2 separate regions of the Mus musculus genome follow, and region 2 is linked to region 1. The links are chromatin contacts, called in public HiChIP or PLAC-seq maps. All regions are on one chromosome and are shown on one strand. The core of a region is the stretch at or near the end of the contact, and the rest is flanking DNA. Distances in the headings are between cores, read along the strand shown. Region 1 has its middle 11 kb from the start of Gm31258. Region 2 holds the start of Mir99ahg (Mir99a and Mirlet7c-1 host gene (non-protein coding)).

Region 1 (5,523 bases), core at 764-3,263:
CGTGGTGGCACTTGGGAGGCAGAGGCAGGCAGATTTCTGAGTTCTAGGCCAGCCTGGTCTACAAAGTGAGTTCCAGGACAGCCAGGGCTATACAGAGAAACCCTGTCTCAAAAAACAAAAACAACAACAAAACAAAAAACAAAAAAAAAACTAGTTCCTTACAAATAGACTCTTCTGCTCTCTATATAATGCAAAATGTATATATTATAATTTATAAAAACTTTATACCCACAACTAATATCAAGGCTATTTGCACCTTATTTACTTACTTGGCTATTTATTTGGTTAGTATGTATGGATGACAACTCATAAAACTAGCACCCTCCCAAATCACCTGATAATGGTGATTGAAGTAGTTGTTGCAGAAATGGCATTTCATCAGAAATCATGGTAGAAAATACTTACAATCCTTTCAGTTTCTACCAGTACTTTCAGATTTCATCTTTGCAAAGAGAGAAATAACTTGCTGCTCTTGAACCCTTCCCCTGTATCAGTCTATGTGGTACCAAAGCCTAAGTATCGATAGAGAACCCCTGAACCCTCAGAAATGGTAAGACAAAAAAGTCATAGGCTGGAGAGTTTTGCAAGTGGTAAAACCTAAGTCCAGACCCCCAAGACATAAATCCGACAGGTGCAGTAATGGCCATCTCTAGTCCCTGGGCTGCTAATATAAGAAGAGAGGAAGAAACATCAGAATCTCCAGGAGCTTACTGGCCAGCTCTCTTGGCACACATGGTAGCTTCCTGGCTGGAACTTAGACCTAAGCATCAAATGAGGATCCAGAGGTGGGACTCAGACTTCAGCATCAAGTTAGAGTCCAGAGTTGGAATTGAGAACCAAGCATCCAGGAAGGCTCTAGATCTGGAACTCAGCATCAAATGTGACTCCAGAGCCAGGACTAAGATCTATGCATTATGCAAATCTCCATTCAGTTTTAATGACAGGACAAACATGCCAGGCCTGGTGAACAAGAATGTGTTGATTAAAGGCTCTTCTCTTCTTATCTATAGTCACAAAGAATACTTAGGATTCTGGGAACTGTTGCATGAATTATGGCCTACATGGAGTGTGATACAGACAGACAACCATGTTTATGGATGGACACATCCATGCACTGGTAGTTAGCAACAACAACTACACAGGTTTTAAATAGAAAATAAAATGAGATCCTATTCTAATGAAGGTACAAAATGTCTATATTAATGGTAGAAACACAGAAATATTCTTAAGCACTTTGGTAGTGGGCATATGTATCAGAATAATTTTAAAAGAAAAGGAATGCTGGGCGTAGTAAATAAGAACTAACATTGATCCAATTCTTACTGTGTCAGGAACCCAAAATGTTTCTTAAAGAGACCCTCAAGTTATCTCAGTTGGTAGAACGATACGCTGGCATGTCTGAATCCCCACGTTTGGTCATCAAAACCATACAAAGCAGGATATGATGGAATATGCCTGTAAATAAGATCACCCTCTGCCACACAGCCAGTTCACAGTCGGCTGTGGTTACCTGAGGCCCCAAGGAAACAAAAGCTAACAACAAAGAACCTTAATAATCAATATATCTTTTTTGTCTAACAGCAAAAAGGTCAAGGCAGGTCCCGTTAAGATTTCTGTTTTACAGATGAGAAGGTTGAGGCTTGGAAGGAGTCCATGATTTCTCAACAGACTTCAAATACTGACTGCCCAGATTCCAAAGAAATGGTTTTTGATACCATAATGCCAGCTTCTCCCCGCTTCTTGGCTCATCTGCACCATCCTTGCTATGTCTCCTGCCATAAAGATTTCCAATGTTAAGTTTTGGGTCAATCAGGACCTTTATGCTTTCGAGTAAAATCATCCTTCAGAGGCCGATCAATCCAATGTTCATTATGATGGGACTAAGCTATATTTGTACGTGAAATCTAGATTATATAATACCAACTAAACAAAAGCGGGATAATAATGCCAATGAAAGAACTCAAGTCTGGCAGCCCAGACCAGAAAACTGCTCCAAGCTGAGTCAGCTATGCCTTTTTCATGCAAACAAGGATGGAAGGTGCTTATTACCAATGGTGGGCTCTAGCCTGCTTAGCACCTAGAAATGTAGGGTATGCGTCCAAACCCATGCTCTCAGATCTCCTTCCTTTGTCCATTGTATTTTCTCATGCCATAGAAGTAAATAAAGCTTCACTTCTGGAAAGGGTTTAAATGCAGCAATCTCAGTGCAGGCAAATACACAAAATCTCTCCCTCAGCCTGTCACTGTATTTGCCTATTAAGTCTCAGTGGGAGGCCAAACCATAATTGCAGGATAACTGTGCCATACCTAAACAACATTCCAGTAACTTGGGTTCTGACAGCAAGCTACCATAACATTCAAATTCATCTCCCTGAATCCCACGGCCGTGGATCTATTCGAAATGAAACAGACAGCTTCAAAGCCATTGGTAAAAATCGTTGTTGTTTTTCTGTTTTCTTTTTTTCTCCAATAAGATTTGATTTATCCTTAGGGGTTTACTCCTTTAGCCATCCTGGCCTCTGCTGTGGGCAATAGAATGTAGAAACAGTAGACCAGTGACCATTTTCAGTAAGTATATGACGGACAGCTGAGCACACATTAAAAGTATCCTGGCTTTCTCCTAATCCTTTACAGAAAATTCGATTTAAATAGAAACACGTATTATCGCTCAAAAGTACAAATACTGTGCAATGTTTTCCAATGGGTTCCCCCACCCCCCTCAGTTTATTCACAGGGCTGTGGATGCAGGGAAGGTGCGCAATAAAGCTGGCTTTGGTGGGATACAATTGTTTCAATTGCTTGCCTCTGACTTCATTCTTTAATGAACATCTCTGGAATCAGTAATTACTGTGGGAACACATCTTTAGAGCTATTCTCAAAGACCAAAACTGGCAGAGGGTGGTTTTATAAAGTTCACAAAATGAATGCTGCCTTATTGCCATAAACAAAGGGATTTTTTAACAACCAACTTTAAAACACTCAGCGAATTACTGATAAGTGAATGAGAGAATACAGATAAGTCTTTAATTGAGGAGAAAATGAAGGATTAGACTAATAGTGCATTTCAAAAATATGCCTGGATTCAAACTTGGGCCTTCCCTAGTTCAAATAAGCAATTTAAAAGCCCTCTACCCCTTCAAATAAAAAGACTATTTCTTCTGCAACATTTCTGATTAAAACCTCCTAAAATGTGCATTACTAGTGTTCCAGCACAGAATAGATTCTCCAAGTGACAACATTAGCCTTAAAAGTTACACAGCACGTTTCTAATATTATTTTTTAATCTGAGAGATCTTTGTTAGATAAACGTGACTACCAAAGACAGAGTAAAATTACTTTTGATAAAAAATAATATGTATATGTTTTTAAATTTTTATAATATTTTAGAAAGAGACATCACAACTGGCTAAGACCAAAGGATTCTTGGAGAACATTTTTTAATATGCTAGAATTTGGGTTAATATAAGAAAACCATAAACATTATTATTAAAATGTTGAATGAATAGTAAAAAACAAACAAACAAACAAAAAACAGTTTAAAAGAACTGGAGACCTGTGTTCAACTTCTAAGGCAAGTGAATAGCTTTACAGTTTTGCTTTAACTTGGGGATGACTATATTGCACTGATACATCACTAAACATGATCAGAGGTTTACTCTCGTCTATAGAATGCACATCCTTTAGGATCTGAAGACTGTTTCATGTCCTAGGAGATGTGAGCTTCCATAGATGCTCAAGTTTCTTACACAGGACATCAAAGAAAGAAATTGGAAGACACCAGAAGATGGAAAGCCCTCCATGGTCATGGATTAGTAGAAATGATGTTGAAAAATGGCATCCTATCAAAATCAATCTACAGACTCAATACAATCTTTATTACAACTCCTAAGGACTTTTTCATAGAATTTTTAAAAAGTAATCTTAAAATTCACGTGAAGCAAAAAAAAAAAAAAATCAGAATATCAAAAACAATCCTTAAAGATAAACATATAAGCTGCTGGAGGTAACACCATCATTAATTAAAGTTATATGACCAAGCTATAGTCCTAAGGGGAAAAAAATGTTGGCCTAAAAACTGGCTCCCTTAGAGTTCAGTGAGAAAGGGCACACTTAATCCTGTAGAAACATGACGCCCCAAGAAAAGGTGGATTCTGGCACAGGTGATGTGGGAGTGGGGAGATGGGCCAGTGAGCACCCTCTCAGAAGCAAAGGGGAGGAAGAAGGGTGTGAAGAACTCAAGGAGGAGAAACTGGAAGGGGATCAACATTTGGAATGTAAATGAAACAAAATGAATAAAATAAAAAAAAAAAACACACACACACACATATTGGTCCATAGAACAGAACAGAGGACCCAGCTATAAGCTCACACTTTACAGCCACCTGGGTTTTTACAAAGAGTCCCAGATCTCCTATTTTGATTAACCCTCTGTTATTGTGGCACCTGAAACATAGAATGTATGTATGAAAAGGTATCCATGTTGTGTATAACTCAGGTAGTATCTGCTCTAGGCTAGAAACTAGAGCACCCATAACATCCCTGTACTTTTCACATCCAAATGTTTTACTAAACTATCCATACCCTTTTCATGTCACCCCAAGTTAGTGGAGTACCTTGGCATATACTCTGGCTTTGGCTTTGGGGTTCTGTCTTCTTGTGCTTTGTTTTGCTTTGTTTTTCCATTTGAATTTTCCTTTAACATTCTAAAGTTTGGATTACTTCAAAATTCAGCCAAGTAGAATGAGCCAACTATCAGGCACTTCTTAAAAAGCATATCATGGTATCTTTTTTTCTAAAAGTTCTCTTTCAAAAGTCTGACAATGACTCAGGGAGGGAAAGTACTTGATGGACCATCCCAACAATCCAACTTAAGAGCCAGACACTGTAGTATGCATGTCTGTAATCTCAGAGCACCTGCCTCTATGAGGATATGGAAGGTGGAAACAGGAGAATATATAGACCTTCATGGATCAGACAGGCCTAGTTTAAACAGCAACAAAAACAGCATCTTGCAAAAATAAATAAATAAATAAAACAATTTTTAAAAGGTAAAGGATAACCCCAAAGGTTTGATCCCTATAAGTATGTGGTGGCTCCTGCATTTATTATCTTTACACATAAATGAGCACACATATCTACACACACACACACACACACACACACACACACACACACACACACACACACCTCAAAACACAAAAAGTATTTTAATAATTTTTCAGGTAATAATATAATTTTATAATTTTCACTTTCACTTTCCTTCCTCCAAGATCTCCCATGTATCCATCCCCGTTTGCTTTCCGTCAAACTCATGGCCATTTTTCCTTCGATTATTGCTACATGCATATGTATGTATGTACGTATATAATTATATATTGTAGTTATTCTCGGTTGTCCACTGGATTAAATCTGGAACTAAAAGCCACAGGGGAGGACATACTTGTGAGGATTTTTAGGTAATTCAAAGTAGGAAAATTCACGTCTAATCCAGACCTTTTAGGTAGGAAGACATACCTTCGGTCT
Region 2 (6,013 bases), core at 1,541-4,040, 37 kb before region 1:
GGAGCTGGCTGTAAGATGTTAAAAAGCATGTACATAAAACATGAATATATGCTTGTAGAGAATACGCATGCATGCACTCTTCATATAAATAAGAAATATGGCTGTAACATATTAGCTGTTAACATATAACCGTTTCCTCTTAGCTGGAGGAAAAAAAACTGAGCTCAAGGGAAGATTAGCACTTTCTTTTTAAAAAGATATGCACCTTCTTAAATACATAGAATTAAAATACTAGAGTTGATTTTAATTTTTAAAAGTTCTCTACAGTCCACTAGTAAGTAAGTATGACCAGCTATGATAACAGATCAACATTTAAGTTTAAACATTTAAATGCTATGCAGCACTTTCTATCTTTTGTTCCTTGCAATTCACCCACTTCCAGAGGGAACCACATTCTTTTGGAGGCCCTCTCTCTACCATGCTGACTTTCTGAGCTGTGCTTGAAAAAAATAGTAATAATGAAGTTGCCTTTTGTACTTCTAGTTTTTTAATTGGTTTGGAGGAAATAATAAGGAATGCATTTTTTTCCTCAATCATAATCTTCAGAAGGTCCATCTTTTTCATAAATCCTTAGCTACACCTTTGCTTTATTTATCAGGAGACGTACAAGGCTTTCAAAACAATACACACATTTTCTTGCTATTCACATCAACTTAACAAAAGGCCTTATGAAATATATTCCGGGTGCTTTGTGGGGAAAGAACACAATTTTTCAAAACATGTAAATGAAAAAAAAAAATCATTGGTTTTCTCTCTTAAAAGGAAAATCCCTTTCTGGCAGCAGGAACAAGCAGGAACTGTGTGGCCACAAGGACAAAGAGTGAACGTAACAGGTGGCAAGGACATAATGAACTTCGTTCTCTCAGGAAAGAATGCGGCTGCCATATTTTGCTTTGATAAGGCAGCTCAGGTCACATGACAGGACGAACTTGTCTTTCCTGTGCATAATCTCCGTTCAAAATGCAAACCTAGGGCTCAGGGCTGCCAGCGGTTAACAGGTTTCCATAAAGTTTGCAAAGGCAGCTAAGAAATGCTACAAAATTACCTCGGAAATGGAATCACATTCCGACACCCTTAAAGTCCCCTTCCCTTTCACTACAAATCTGCAGCTTCTCACTGGCTGCCTTTTGTTTGGTTTTTTGTTTGGTTTATTAATTTACTTTAACAAACAGAAGATTCCAGATAAAAGGAGTCTGTCCCCCATGTAAGTTCTGTGCTTTAAACAAGTAGACAAAACTGAATTGTCTCTCTGCTTTGGAAAATGTTTAAACGATGCTGAAGTAGACCTAAAACTTCATCAAATCAACAAATGGACCATAAAGATCCTCCATATTTTTTGATAACATCAATTGCAAATATTATGGTAGCAAAAACTGATTTTTCTAATGAGGTGAACATCAGAAAGTATATTTTAGCACTTACTATAAATGTGATTATGAACATGAGAGGTTGGAATAAGAAAAATAGGTCGCCTCGGCTCACATTCCTGGACATGCTGGCAAGCTAAGATTTTCTTTGAACAACAACAAAACATAGTTAAAACAGGACTTAGTTACGTTTAAACAAGGAATTATTCTCAACTTATACTGTAAGGTTTTTCGTTGAGCTTGGTTGGTTTTATTTTAGAAAACATGACCTTACTAACTTCTAAGGTATTTGCACTGAAACAAACAAACAAACAAACAAACAAAAACTGCTCTGCATTACTGCAACATGATTCTTCAAAAAGAAATGTGTGCAAAGTCGATAGCACACAACGTGAGCAAACAGGATCAGCAGGAACAAAAGAAGTTTGCACGCTGTTGCTCAAGGACTTTTAAAGAATCCTTCCCAGGGATAAGACACATAAACCACTGGGAAGGGACTTGGGAAATCAAAGCACACTTAGTTTTCAATGCATGAAGATGTACTTTCTTAACTATTTTATATTAAAAATAAGAGGGAGCAACAGCAATTCTCACTGGCTGGCTGGCTGGCTGCTAAACACGGGCCCTGACCCTTCTCCTGGCCAGGAATGCAAAGCTCTTTCCATAGGACTTATTCCTGAGATAAGGCACCAAATCATGAAGCCAGCGCCCAGTGACACAGAAGTTGGACTAAATGCAATGTTTACACATATCCTGACTCCCCCTTCTTCCTCATCCCAGCCACATTTGATTTGCCTAAATCAATATTGACTCTGGTTGCAGAAAAGCAGGACTTAAACAAAAGAAAATCTGGAAGAGAAAGAACAGACTGGACGCTACGAGTTTTTTTTTTTTCTCTCAGATTGCAAGTATCACGTGAAATGAAGCAGAGACAAAGCCACAGAGCTTCGGAATTTCTAAGTATTCTTGATGGCTTGTTTCTCCCCCCACCCCCCAAAAAGCAGAGCAGATTTCTTAACTTGTATTACAACCCAGAAAGAATATTTGAGCAACATCTTAAATCTGCACTCACCATGTGAAAGCAACAGTTGCGTGGAGTAAAAGTGTGTTATTTCTCCTGCCCCTGTTCCATTTCAGTTCTGACTATAGTTGTCCAACAACCAAAAGGCCGGAGCTGCCACCCAGAGGCCCCGTCCACGATCTGGTTCATTTGCCTGTCAGCCCGAGAGCTGGCTTCTGCCGGCTGCAGCTGTGCACTTTGCTGAAGTTCTAATATAAATCTCCATATGGTTCCCACCGCCTCACATAGGTGATCTGGCCTCTCGGTTCAATGAACGCGCAGCTGAACTCTTTTCCAGGTGAGTCTGTGAGAGCTAGCTTTGAAGTCGTCCACTCTCAAGTTCAGGAGTTCTTGGTGAGGAGTGGGTGGAGAGAAGCAGCCTTGCTCCGGGGAACTCAGGCTGCAGTCAGAATGCGAAAACTTCCTCTGTTTTCCTGCCTTGCGTGGCTGAGCGCTAGTGCCTCTTTTCACAGAACTTCGGAATGTACAGGCAGGACGCAAAAGGGGCCCTGCCAGACAAGCCTTTCTCAATCAATTAGCTTGCAGCCATTACTTGTGACCCGAGGTCACACAGCATAAGTGTGTGGGGTGTGCCTTCAGGGGTCCCAAGGCTACTTATTACAGCTTAGATAACCTAAGCCGAGCAGACACTGCATTCTAGAAATATTTTTTAATAGTAAATGTGCTAAAGATGTAAAGTAAACCGAAGGTAACCCCCTAGTGTTCTTTCTGAGTAGGTATTGCTTGACTCAGTGAATTTAAAACAATACTTTTTCACATTAAATCAAACAGCGTTCAGGACAGAATAGTAACATGTTTTCTTTATATTATGTGCCTGCAGATGTGGAAATGACAAAAGAGCTCATGTAGACACTCACATGATTACCAGCATACATATCCCTTGTATCACATGGCTAAGCATAGGCAGTAGTATGGTTTTCCTTGAGACTTTTAAAGAATTTTAATGTAAAATTAATTTTAATTAATTAATTTTGATGCAACTATCGACAAAGTTCTCCGTAGCTAAGGAACTGACCTCACTTTGAGGATACAGCCTAGCCTGCTAACCCCGGGTGAGATTCCATGCAAAATTAACTTCACGAATTCTCTTATTTTCAGAACTATATTAGTTACAATTTCCTCCAGTTCCGAAAAAGCGCTTCTTCATTTTAGTACATTTTTAACTGGGAATTCATAAGAAAAGCTATGACGTGCTAAGAAAAAAAAATGTAATATTGCAAAACTCTATCTGCGTTTTATGCATTACATCTTCGTAGTCTTCAAAAACACTTTACAAGGATAGGTATCATTATCAAATTTGTGACAAGGAAGTATCAAGTAATTGTACTTCAAAGCAAACCCTTTCTTTGAATGATCCAACCAAATTAAAATGCTCATGTTTCTACAGTGATTAGATTAGACACCCTCCCTCTCCCAGTAGCTGTCACTCAGAGATAGAGATAGATGCCCAACACTCCATCCTTCACCCTATTTACTAAGTAACTGCACAGGCATGCGAGGCCTGCCTGGGAAATTCCTTTAGATGCTGATCTTTCATCTGCCTCGACCATCTTCGAATTAGCAAAACTGAATTAGCTTTAATCAGCTGTTATCTGATATAAAACAAAACATAGACAAATTAAAATGAACAAATTATAAGATTAGCAGCTAAATAATGCTTTCTAATAGGTAGAGCAGACTTTTTGAAAGTACAGAAACAGAGAATATAAGTGGTAAAGTTAGCTCTGGGTGAGACTGAGTGCAGAAACTGGGGTTTCCACTTTCTCAAATGTGAAATATGCGTCATTGATTGGTCTGTATATCGCCTCTGAATAAGTTTTAGAAAACAAAAAATAAATAAATAAATAAAACATGTTTGAGATCTTTCTGTGACTCCCTCATGCCTGTTTTGTATACTGAAAGTGAGCATCACTAAAAAATAGACATTGAAAAATAGACATGGGAAAATGACCAACCTAGTTAGCGACTAACCTAGTTAGTGCTTGAAGGTTCCCAAGGCCACCGAGGTTGCTACACTTCATCACTACCCCAATACCCCGTGTTGTACATTCAGAGTTTTCTCAATCGCTTTATTCAAGATGAACAGCTAATTTAAGAGTCAACAAGGGCACCCAGCCTTATATTTTAGATGTCTACAGTCATCTACTTTCAAGATTTAGCCCCTATTGTAATGGAACATCAGTGTACATGAAATAAGGATTTCTTTCTAGCAAGTTCAGAAAGGTCACTAATAACCATGCACAGCATAAAACATACAACAGAAGTTGAACAGGCCTTGATGATTTCCCTGGCTATAAAGTAGTTTTTATGGCCAGTTTGTAGGTTTTTATGTGGCCATAGACCTTTCTGAATTACACACAGGTTATGAAAATAGTCCCCTCTGCTGAAGTCTGCTATTACTCGGCAATGATTACTACCCAGACACTATTAGAGAGAGTTTGTCATTTTGATTCACGTCAAGTCCCATCTTTACTTTGTAGAGGAAACGTTCGCTCCTCTAGATGTTTTCTGATGACTTGATCCAATGTAGCAGATCATGGGCTGCTCAATTCATTTAATTTGAAAATTATCTCCCCTGCCTAAATCATTTCACAGTGTATTTTGAGGTGCTAACTTAGAATACAGGATACAATTCACAAAGCTCAAGAAACTCAAGAAGGAGAAAGATCAAAGTGTGGATACTTCGGTCCTTCTTAGAAGGGGAAACAAAATACCCATGGAAGGAGTTACAGAGACAAAGTGTGGAGCAGAGACTGAAGGAAAGGCCATCCAGAGACTGTCCCACCTGGGAATCCATCCCATACACAGACACCAAACCAAGACCCTTGGATGCCAACAAGAGCTTGCTGACAGGAGCCTGATATAGCTGTCTCCTAAGAGACTCTGCCAATGCCTGACAAATACAGAAGTGGATGCTCACAGACATCCACTGGACAGAGCTCAGGGTCCTTCCTAATGAAGGAGCTAGAGAAAGTACCCAAGGAGCTGAAGGGGTTTGTAGCCCTTAGGAGGAACAACAATATGAACTAACCAGTACCCCCAGAGCTCCCAGGGACTAAACCATCAACTAAAGAGTACACATGGAGGGACACATGGCTCCAGCTGCATATGTATCAGAGGATGATCTAGTTGGTCATCAGTGGGAGGAGAGGCCCTTGGTCCTGTGAAAGCTTGATGCCCCAGTGTAGGGGAATGCCAAGGCCAGGAAGCAGAAGTGGGTGGGTTGGTGGGGGGTGGGGAGTAGGGGGTTTTCAGAGGGAAAACCAGGAAAGAGGACAACATTTGAAATGTAAAAAATAAAATATCTAATAAAAATTTTTTTAAATTATCTAAATTGCCTAAATCATTTAACAGTGCAAAAATTGCTATATGTATTTAAAGGTGCTAACTTAGAACACATTTTTAAAAATTAAAAATTCATTCCAATTATCGATTTAAACTCTTAAGTTTCAATATGCTAATATTAAATTATGCAGGTATAATTAAAAGGAATTATATAACAAGATATTAATCATAAAGTTACATGTTAATATTTTTATATCAATTACAGTATGTATCTATACAT

Evidence for each region. HiChIP or PLAC-seq counts read pairs in DNA pulled down with a chosen protein or histone mark.
Region 2: an H3K4me3 HiChIP or PLAC-seq map of embryonic forebrain shows a contact between it and region 1, with 2.1 times the contacts expected there. The contact joins the promoter of Mir99ahg here to the enhancer-like site in region 1. A contact is called at or near these places in 1 of 39 promoter capture datasets (embryonic stem cells), 7 of 484 Hi-C or Micro-C datasets (bone marrow-derived macrophages, brain, neural progenitor cells and 1 more) and 7 of 115 datasets of contacts at active chromatin or transcription factors (astrocytes, embryonic forebrain, embryonic stem cells and 3 more).

What each region holds. Positions count from the first base shown.
Region 1 is chr16:77,289,176-77,294,698 of GRCm38.p6, reverse strand. No RefSeq gene overlaps it. Among named protein-coding and RNA genes, the nearest start is that of Gm31258, 11 kb to the left of the region's middle. Within about 2 kb of position 2,013, at least 30 of the 459 cell types and tissues checked have an H3K27ac peak or open chromatin away from gene starts, as enhancers often do. A contact at or near this core is called in astrocytes, brain and embryonic forebrain, where this site is marked.
Region 2 is chr16:77,326,105-77,332,117 of GRCm38.p6, reverse strand. Mir99ahg (Mir99a and Mirlet7c-1 host gene (non-protein coding)) reads right to left here and starts at 2,790. Exons shown (of 5, transcript NR_015543.3): 1 at 2,440-2,790.